Linked DNA regions of Gossypium hirsutum: region 1 is linked to region 2. A link is a contact called in public Hi-C data. All regions are on one chromosome and are shown on one strand. The core of a region is the stretch at or near the end of the contact, and the rest is flanking DNA. Distances in the headings are between cores, read along the strand shown. Region 1 holds the start of LOC107948461 (serine/threonine-protein kinase D6PKL1). Region 2 holds the start of LOC107948464.

What was found. Hi-C and Micro-C count contacts between places; a contact is called where the count stands out from the background.
Region 1: a contact with region 2 is called in a Hi-C map of leaf, with 1.9 times the contacts expected there. The contact joins the promoter of LOC107948461 here to the promoter of LOC107948464 in region 2. A contact is called at or near these places in 4 of 34 Hi-C or Micro-C datasets (callus and leaf).

What each region holds. Positions count from the first base shown.
Region 1 is chrD04:37,141,598-37,146,378 of Gossypium_hirsutum_v2.1, reverse strand. LOC107948461 (serine/threonine-protein kinase D6PKL1) reads right to left here and starts at 2,087. Exons shown (of 3, transcript XM_016883014.2): 1 at 1,857-2,087; 2 at 1-1,085. The coding sequence starts at 910.
Region 2 is chrD04:36,996,306-37,000,469 of Gossypium_hirsutum_v2.1, reverse strand. LOC107948464 reads left to right here and starts at 2,139. Exons shown (of 8, transcript XM_016883019.2): 1 at 2,139-2,537; 2 at 3,386-3,538; 3 at 3,609-3,686; 4 at 3,782-3,976; 5 at 4,051-4,128. The coding sequence starts at 2,256.

The DNA.
Region 1 (4,781 bases), core at 838-3,337, 150 kb before region 2:
CATTGGTCAAGCTGGATGAAGGAACAGCATGCAACCTGCCTTTCCGTCCCGACTTTGGCACAGGTGATCTTTTTGGTACCTTGGTTGAAGCAGGCACGGTACTCTCAGGTTCTAATGTATTATCATCAGCATAAGAACATGATGGAGAAGATGCAGAAGTATGCTTTTCTTTCCGACACATCTCTGCCTTTGGTGCTTGAGTTCCAACTTTTCTGGACGTAGAACTATCAGTTTGAGTTGATGTAGAAGTTCCAGTGCTAATTTGCATTGTTGCACGAGGAAACTGTGGTGAACAATTAGCACTTTGGCTCAGCAACTTATTCTTGGGAGCTTGACGTGGGGCAGTCATCATCCTAGAAGAAGTCGGTTTGTCATCTTCAGGCACAAAAGATATTTCAACCATGCTCCCCTTATGTTCATTTCCAGGAACACCAGAGTCAACTAAAACTGGATTGAACGAACTCTTTACCCTTCCAGCTTCAGAGGCGCTAGGGGAACTAATTGACATTGACAACCGTTTCATAGCAGCCATTTCTGATGCTTTAGAAATGCAAAGATCCCTTAATGCCTGTTTCAATGACAACGGCTCTGAACCACCAGTTCTCGGGGAGTGGGGCATCCCCACAGCAATTGGTTTCTTCAAAGCATTTTTCTTTAAAGAGCTCGAGCTAGTACCTCCTTGGTACGAAACACTTAAACCTTTAGGACCTTTGACATTGATAGCCTCAAAAAGCTGGTTAATATCATTTTCTAGAGAATTCTTGTATCCCAGTTTCTGTACAGGTGGCTTCTGATCCTTTTCACCAATGCCTAATCCTATATGCGGTCGGTATGTCCGTCTAGAACGTTGTACCGGTTTTAGCTCTTCACCTGCTTCAATAATTTCACAAGAACCAGAATATGAACCCATCTTAACTGTTACACTGGCACTAACTTTTCTCAGCTGTATCTTCAAAGTTTTATTATACCCTCAAAATTATACTAATTCATGTTTCCGCATAAACCAACTTCAACGATCCAAATGCGTGCAAACTTGTGAGCATGCTTTAATAAAATCGATTTTAAAGCTCCTATATTCCGAGAACCTAAACACAATCACCAAACGGAAACAGTTAAAAACCAGAAGTATCAAAGAAAGGTCATGTCAAAAACTATAATGATATATCTACATATATAAGGGTATCAAACCACAAATAAATCACATCAAAATGACTGCCAAAAGATTTTCAAAAATGGCAAATCTTCGATATGCTAGCACCAATCACAATTCACTTGTACCCCAGAGATATCATGATGCTTTAGCATAAAACGACTGAACTGTGAACCTAATCAAATCAGCTAAATAATGAAAATCACTACTGCTACTATGGCGCTTTCCACGCTTTTAATGTATCATAGCCAAATCATACGCAACACATGTTAGATTTAAACTTAAAAAAATAGCAAAGAAAATGATAGCCAAACATAAATTTTAAACTCTACTTTTTCACATATTTTTTCATTATTTTTTCTTTCTTTCAGATGCAATAGATCAGAAGTAGAAATGAAGACAAATCCAAGCTGCAAAGTAAGCTTTGCTCCATTTCTAGCTTTAACAAAAAAGGAGACCACTACGGATCCAGCTACCATATGAAACACAAAAACACTCTTTTAACTGCCAACCATAGCCCAACCCCCTCCAAAGGGAAAAAAAAAGAGAGCAGAAAATCAAGACAAAACCCAGAAACAGGATACTCCAACATCCTTAAATGTCATTGCATGTATCAAATCCAACCCCACGAAAAAAGCACAAAGATTCAAAGCCCCCCAGCAACAAACAAAAAGCCAAAACTTGAATCGATAGAAAGAGACAGTACCTTAAGAAAGGAGAGAGAAGTGAAAACAATGAGGAACAGGTTCTGGAACTAAAATGTTGACATGAGAAAGTATACAAACAGTTGTTTAGGAATTGGAAACCCTACACCAAAAATGCAAGAACCCAAAGAGAGGCTTTGAGGAGGAAGAAGAGAGAGAAAGAGTAAGAGCACCAAAATAGAGAAATAGAAAACGTTAGTTTTATTATTTTACGTTGGGGCTCTGATTATTTTGAAGGATGGAAGTGGATCCACCATGTATTAAAGTGGGTCTCACGTAGTCGGCAATAGGGAACGGTAGATGTACTCACTGCCTAGCCTATCCTACTTAAAAAAGTCATTTAACAAGGGAAATATTTTGTAAAGTTATACATTTAATTTTTATATTTTAATTTTGATATAAACAGAAGCACTTTAAAATATTTAGTTAAATTAATCAATATTATTATATCATGGTATACTTATATATTTAGTCTATATTCTCTAATTAAAATTTTAGTATTGTCGCAAATGATAATTATTAATCAGTTATCATGATATTATACATGTGACAATATGTTTATTGCATCAAATTTTAAAAATAATATAACTTAATAAATTTAACGATTATCGTTTGATGAAAATTAAAATTTTAAATTTTAAAAATATATAAAAATAAAAAGTTACAACATTAAATTCATAACTTCGCAAAATAAAAGGATGAATAGCACAATTTAACCTGTTGGTAATTTTGAAATATTGAGTGTTTAAGATTGAATATTATTTTTTAAAAGTTATGTATAAAATTAATATGATTGTATTTACAGCACATCTTCTCAAAAAATAAATAAATTTATTTTAAATATGATATTAATAATATATATTTGTTTAAATTTAATATCGCCATATTTAAATTTTAGGGACTTTCCTCCAAAGATAACTTTGTTTAAATTGCAAACATATCCATACTTTCTTTTGTACCATCGTTGGTTCTTTTAATCAAAAATAGGATCCAATACTGAATTGAACTCATCCCCAATTTATTAGATTTCATATCCAGTTTGAACCCAAGTCAAACAGTTTTTGTAAATGTACACTCATGAAATAGGTGTGATAGTAAGTTAATCTTATATGTTTAATGTACCTAATTTTGGTCAATTTTTTTAATAGAATGTTATTAAGCTTGTGGTTTCTTACTTAAATTTTATCAGGGACGCAATTGGAGTGTTGAAATTCAAAAACAAACAAATACAAGCTAAATTGGGGTGAAAAGCAAATTTGGGGCTGAAGCAAAAATTCAAAATAATTTGGGTTGCTGAAGAAAAAAATCAGAGGTTGACTTTGAAGGATTCAAATATTCTGTTCAACGAAAATCTTGAAAATTTGGATTTTTACTTAAACATTGGTTAGTGCTTAATTGTTACCAGGAATTTAGGCCTAAATTGTGAAACTTAGTTCCTTGGGAACTAGTATAAAAAGGGGTGTAACCGGGCATTGAGAGGACGGGCTGGAGTTGAGAATTTATTTTAGAATTTGCGTCAGTAACATCTTGAAGTTTGTTGCCTTATTTTTTTTCTTTTTATATTTTGGTGAAATTGCCCCTCAAGTTCCCTCCATTTACTTTCATAACCTTGCATTCTATCTAAACTTCCAAAATTTCATTGAGCGTGACCAAATTCATGTTTAACTAATCCCCGCTTAGTTTTAGGCAAGCAATCAATCCAATTGAAAATCACGAGAAATAAACCCGTACTAAAAACCTTCAACACGGTATTCATTATCTCTCTGGAATACGGGACAAGTATAATCATCTCTCTAAGTTAACTCGATTTCAACTCAGAAAGGGCTCGTTGGGTTAGGAATTTTTTGACGTACAGTTGGGAAAACGGATCAATCGACTACCACATTCGAGTTCTCACAAACAAATTAGAATGCCTAGGTGGAGAAGGCCATTTGGATTCCGTCAAGGGAGATAATGATTGGATTTTAACGACCCACGTGGTTGAGGCCATTGATTCGATTTGAGCTCTTTTAGATCACAAGGTTGTTGAGGTCTTAAATTGTAAACACGTGTTATGCAATTAGACAATTGGTAAGGGTTGGCTTGCAGGGTGTCCCAGAATCAACTACACAAGGAATAGTTGGCGGTGAAGGCAGCCTTGATCGTTATAACCAGCTTATCATTTGGAAGGGAAAATTCATCTTTGAGGATTGATTCGAGTCTGGAATATACTAATTCTAAGGCTAAAAATTCGCATAATTGATTATCTAATTTAATTTCGCTTATTTAATTTTATTTTTTACATTTAGAATTCAACTATTATTTTGTTCTATTTATTTTTATACTTTTAATCCTATTCAACTAAAACCCCCTCCATTTTATTTTCAGCACAGCACGTTACAAGTCGTGGGCACAACAGCTGCCACAACATTAAAATTTGGTCACGCTAAAATGATATTAGGAATCTCAGTCCTTGTGGGATCAACCTTGCTTCTCTATACTACTTTTTTAATTTAGTTAGAGCAAATGAAATTTATATTTGTTGGTATCAACAACCATCAAGGTGTTCTAGGTTCTCTATTCCACCCTAACACAATGCACACTTCACATCCCTTATCTTTATCCTCTTTTGGATTTCCTCTTTGTATGGGAGAGCTCCATTAAGGATTTTCCATATGAATATGATAATTTTGAATGACAATTTACTTGCCCAAAGTATTTTCTAATCATTTTCCTTAATTTGTCTGTTATTGTGCCTCACAGTACTAGCATCACTACCCTTGGTCTCCTCTACATATGTTGACTTGACTATGAATTTCCCACTATGGTTGAATTTCCACCTTGGTCCAAGCATCCTTCAAGTATCGGGTTTTCATATTTTCATCTATCTGTGCCAAATATGATGATTCTTTCCTTTATTTCTCTCTTTTGATTTTCATTAATGCTGA
Region 2 (4,164 bases), core at 890-3,389:
CTAGGAGGAGGCTATGAGTGCACATGCAAAGCCATGACAGAACGGGATGGATGCTCTGCGTAGAGATGTGCGAGCATTGCACCTTGATGTGCAAGACATGGATTGGTTGTTTTGTTCTAACAACCCATTGTCTCCAAAGGTGGTAGCTGTGAGCCTACCAACCAAGTTTAAAGTCCCAAAATAGATGTTTGAAGGTAGAATAGATCCTCGGGCACATCTCATGCAGTATAATGATTATATGAATGTGTTAGGGGCTTCTGATGCAACAAAATGTAAAGCTTTCTCGACGGCCTTTAGGGGAAGCGCGAAAGATTGATATTTATCATTGCCCCAGGGCTCCATTCAAAGTTTCTCATAGTTGGGATAGATGTTAAAGACAATTAAGTTCCCTATAGTTTTCTCTTGTACCTGATGGGATCTTAGTGCTCAAACAAAACTCTAGGGTGTACCCCCTCATAGATGTGCACTTTTTTAGGTGTAATCTTTCTTTCCTTGAAAATGTCTTGCGATAAATTCCTCAGATATCGCTAATAGGCGGATGCTTTAACGCTAGAATGCGTCAATACTTTAACTCGCCATCAAACCAACAAGATGGAGATTACCATATTGCGCCAAATAGTTTACATACCTACCTTACTCATTTTTTTCGGATCTGCCAATTTTCGGGGCGTGACACAAAAAAATATTGTAGCCATGATGTTGTGTACTACTAATTATGCACTTGGATAATATTATTAATTTAATGTTATGCAGTACTAGTTGTGGTTTGGAAGCTAATTTGTTATTATTCAATCTTTGTTCTTTGTTTTTTGTTTTTTATACACAATTAGGAATCATCTATCCGATTTGGTTGTTTTTAATTTATGATTGTTGATATTCTAGCTTAATAATTGAGTAATATTATATATTTAATTTTGATGTATTTATTTATAAATAAATCATTGCAATATATGCAAAAACAATGTAAAATATAAATTTATAGATATAAAATAAACTCAATTAAACAATAAAAAGATAAGAAAATCTCAAATGTATGTTTGTTTAATTGAAAATAGCTTTTATAAAATATTTTCAAGAAATCTGTCAAATAAGAGAAAATATTTGACACATATTCTTCCAACCACCAGAAAGTATTAGCTTTTTTGTTTAGAAATCATTTTCTAAAAGTCATTTTCAATGAAACAAATGAAGCCTTAGAGCTTTTGATTTAGAATTACTTAACATATGGACTAATTAGTGAAATAAATGTGAATTAAAATAATTTTAGAAAATTAAATTCTAATAAATGAATGTTGCTATGGAAAATTTGATACTTGTAACTGGAAAAGTTATTTGTCTTTTATTAATTAAATGTTAAAAAGAATAATATTATGTAATACAATATTTTTAAATAATTAATAAAGCTATCATATTTCAAACTTAAATGTTTAATAATATTGGTCTGTTTTTAAAAGTAAAAAGTTTCTTATCGTTTCTATCAGTAGCTTTTTGTAAAATTTTAGAATTATATAGAATTATTTCTTCATGCAATCAGTAATTATAATTTTATTATAAATTATTAAATTTTAAAACTTTCTTGTAACAAAAAACAATTTAAAACATTCAAAGTTAATAAAAAAATTAATTTACTATATCTGAATTAATATATGTCTTAAATATTCTCGTATAATTATGTTAATTAGAAATCCGAGTTTTTCGAATTTTGTATCAAATTTATTTTGGAGTGGAGCTCAAATTTGTGTTGGATCTTGAATTATTTTTATGAATTTAATTATTTCGAATTTTAATTTTATCTCTGATTAATTTTGACAGCAAGGTGCTGTTTTTTTTTTTACAGTTTTACTGAAAAAATGATTTCCAGTTTTTACCCCAAAAACCAGTAGAAGAGGTGAAATTAAATCCTGAAGGTTTTAATTTTACCTGGTCCTCCCATTCCCACGTAGAACCCCAAATGACAAAATCCCACGTTGTATTTACTCACTACATCTGCGTGTCGGATGCCAATTTCTGCTTCTTTAATTCCATTCACTCGCACGTGCTGGACCCCACACACGAGTCACTTGATCGTCTACGTGGCATAAAAATTATACGTGGCACTCTCAGATACATCCTCAAGGCGCCGCAGAGACTTGTAAGAGACCTTTTCCTTTTGGGTTACTTTCCTTACAAAGAAGTTGAATGTGTTCTGTTTCCTCTCTTTTGATTTTCATTTTCCCTTAGTTTTTGAATTTTTGTTTCGTTTTTCCCTCTTTGGGATGGAATTAGGGAGAGGTTTTCTTTCGAGCTCGTGCGCTTCGCCAACGGCAGATGCGGCGAAGGATGCGTTGGCGGCGGATCGGATGGATATGGAAGCGGCGGAGATATTGGCCGCCTTGGCGCATTCGAAGAAGCGGCTTGCTGTTTCCGTCTCCGCTGAATTTGGCGCCAAATGGGGATGCAAAGGGAGGAGACTGAGGAAGCGAGCCAGTACCAGTACTGAGTCACTGCCTTCTGGCGTCGGTTCGAACCCGGTTCAATCCGGTTCGGATCTCGCTGAGGTTGGTGAATCAATCTAATTTTATCAATATATATACTTGAAAGGATAGTTTTATCGATATTTTCGATTTATTTATCTATTCTATTCTATTTTAAGAAAAAAATCTGATATTTTTTATTCAGTGGCTTTTCACTGTGTCTGCCCGGAATTAGTGATTTAAATTACCTTTTGAAAGTGATGTTCATTATTGAAAATGTGGAAATAATACATACCAAAAGAAGTTAATTCTTTTTGCTCAAAAACAAAATTATACATTTCGATTTTTTTTTCATGATACTTGAAATTTCATTTGATAAAAATGATTCTGTATTGTGATTGCTGGAAATGTCATTTTGAATAGTAAGAAAAAAATTCTTTTACTGTTAATATATTTAATTAAAGATAACCAACCACTCAAATAACTTATTGATTTTCTTATAATCTGTTAAGTTCTTGATCTTATCGATGTTAATATGTCAAATGCGATGCAAGAATTTGAAGATAATAATGGTGAATATCTTAATGTTGAACACTTTGTAGTTTTGGTCAGCTTTTATTTCACTTTTCTATTTCTGGGATTTAAAGGAATTAAATTATACGCGGGAAGAACATAGATAAACTAGTAAGAAACTGGTGGCCATAGAAAATTTTCTAATTTTAGAAAGTTAGAACATAAGTAATAATCATTGATATGGAAAATGAGGTTAGCTAAACCTGTTGGGTCTTTATTGGAATTCTGATGTGGTTAACTAGACAAGTTATCTTGTGTCTTAATTGGACGAAGTGATCTGTCAGCAAGTGACACTATTCTTATAAGTGAGAGTGACACTATTTTATGCAGGACTTGAGAACTATTTTTGTTTATAGCAGGATCAAGCTACAATAGGCCAGGAGCAAAGTCAAGTGATGAGCACATCTGTAGTTATTGAATCGGTAGTAGCTGAGTCGCTTAATGGGAGTCATCCTAGCGCTGAAAGATACCCATCCGATGGGGTGGTGAGGTCCAGTCAGAATGTAACCAAGGTATTAACTTGTTTGATTTACCATTGTGCTTTTCAAATGCTACTATTTTTGACTGATTGTTCTTTATCAGGCTGAAAAAGAAACATGTAGATTGCATAGAATGTTAACCCGTAAGGAGTCTGATTGGCAGATGATTCATGAAAGGCCGGTTGGTTGTGCTTGTGATATGTTGCATTTTTTATTTATATGTTTATTTTTAGATTTTATTAATCTACTTATACTGGTTCCTCGCTTTAACTTTAGATATTATTCAGCACTGTGGGAATACCTGAGAAAGATATTTGGGAGGATAGTCAGCTGAATGAAATGACAGGGAACAATGCTCTCATAAAACCAGTGAAGACTGAGCAGAATGCTGAATCAGTCAGATCAAGTCCTGCAGGTGCAATAAAACACATGTCAGGTGGTGGGGGAAGGTCAAGACAGAATTTAACTGAGGTGGAACAACCTTTTATTTGATCTTCTTTCTTTAAGATTGATCTTTATATTTCATCTGAAGCTTTTTCTATCAGGCTGAAAAGGAAGCACGGAGATTACGTAGAATATTAGCAAACAGGGAGTCTGCTAGACAAACGATTCGCCGAAGGCAGGTAATTGATTTGTTGCATGTTCAGTTCTGTTTGCTT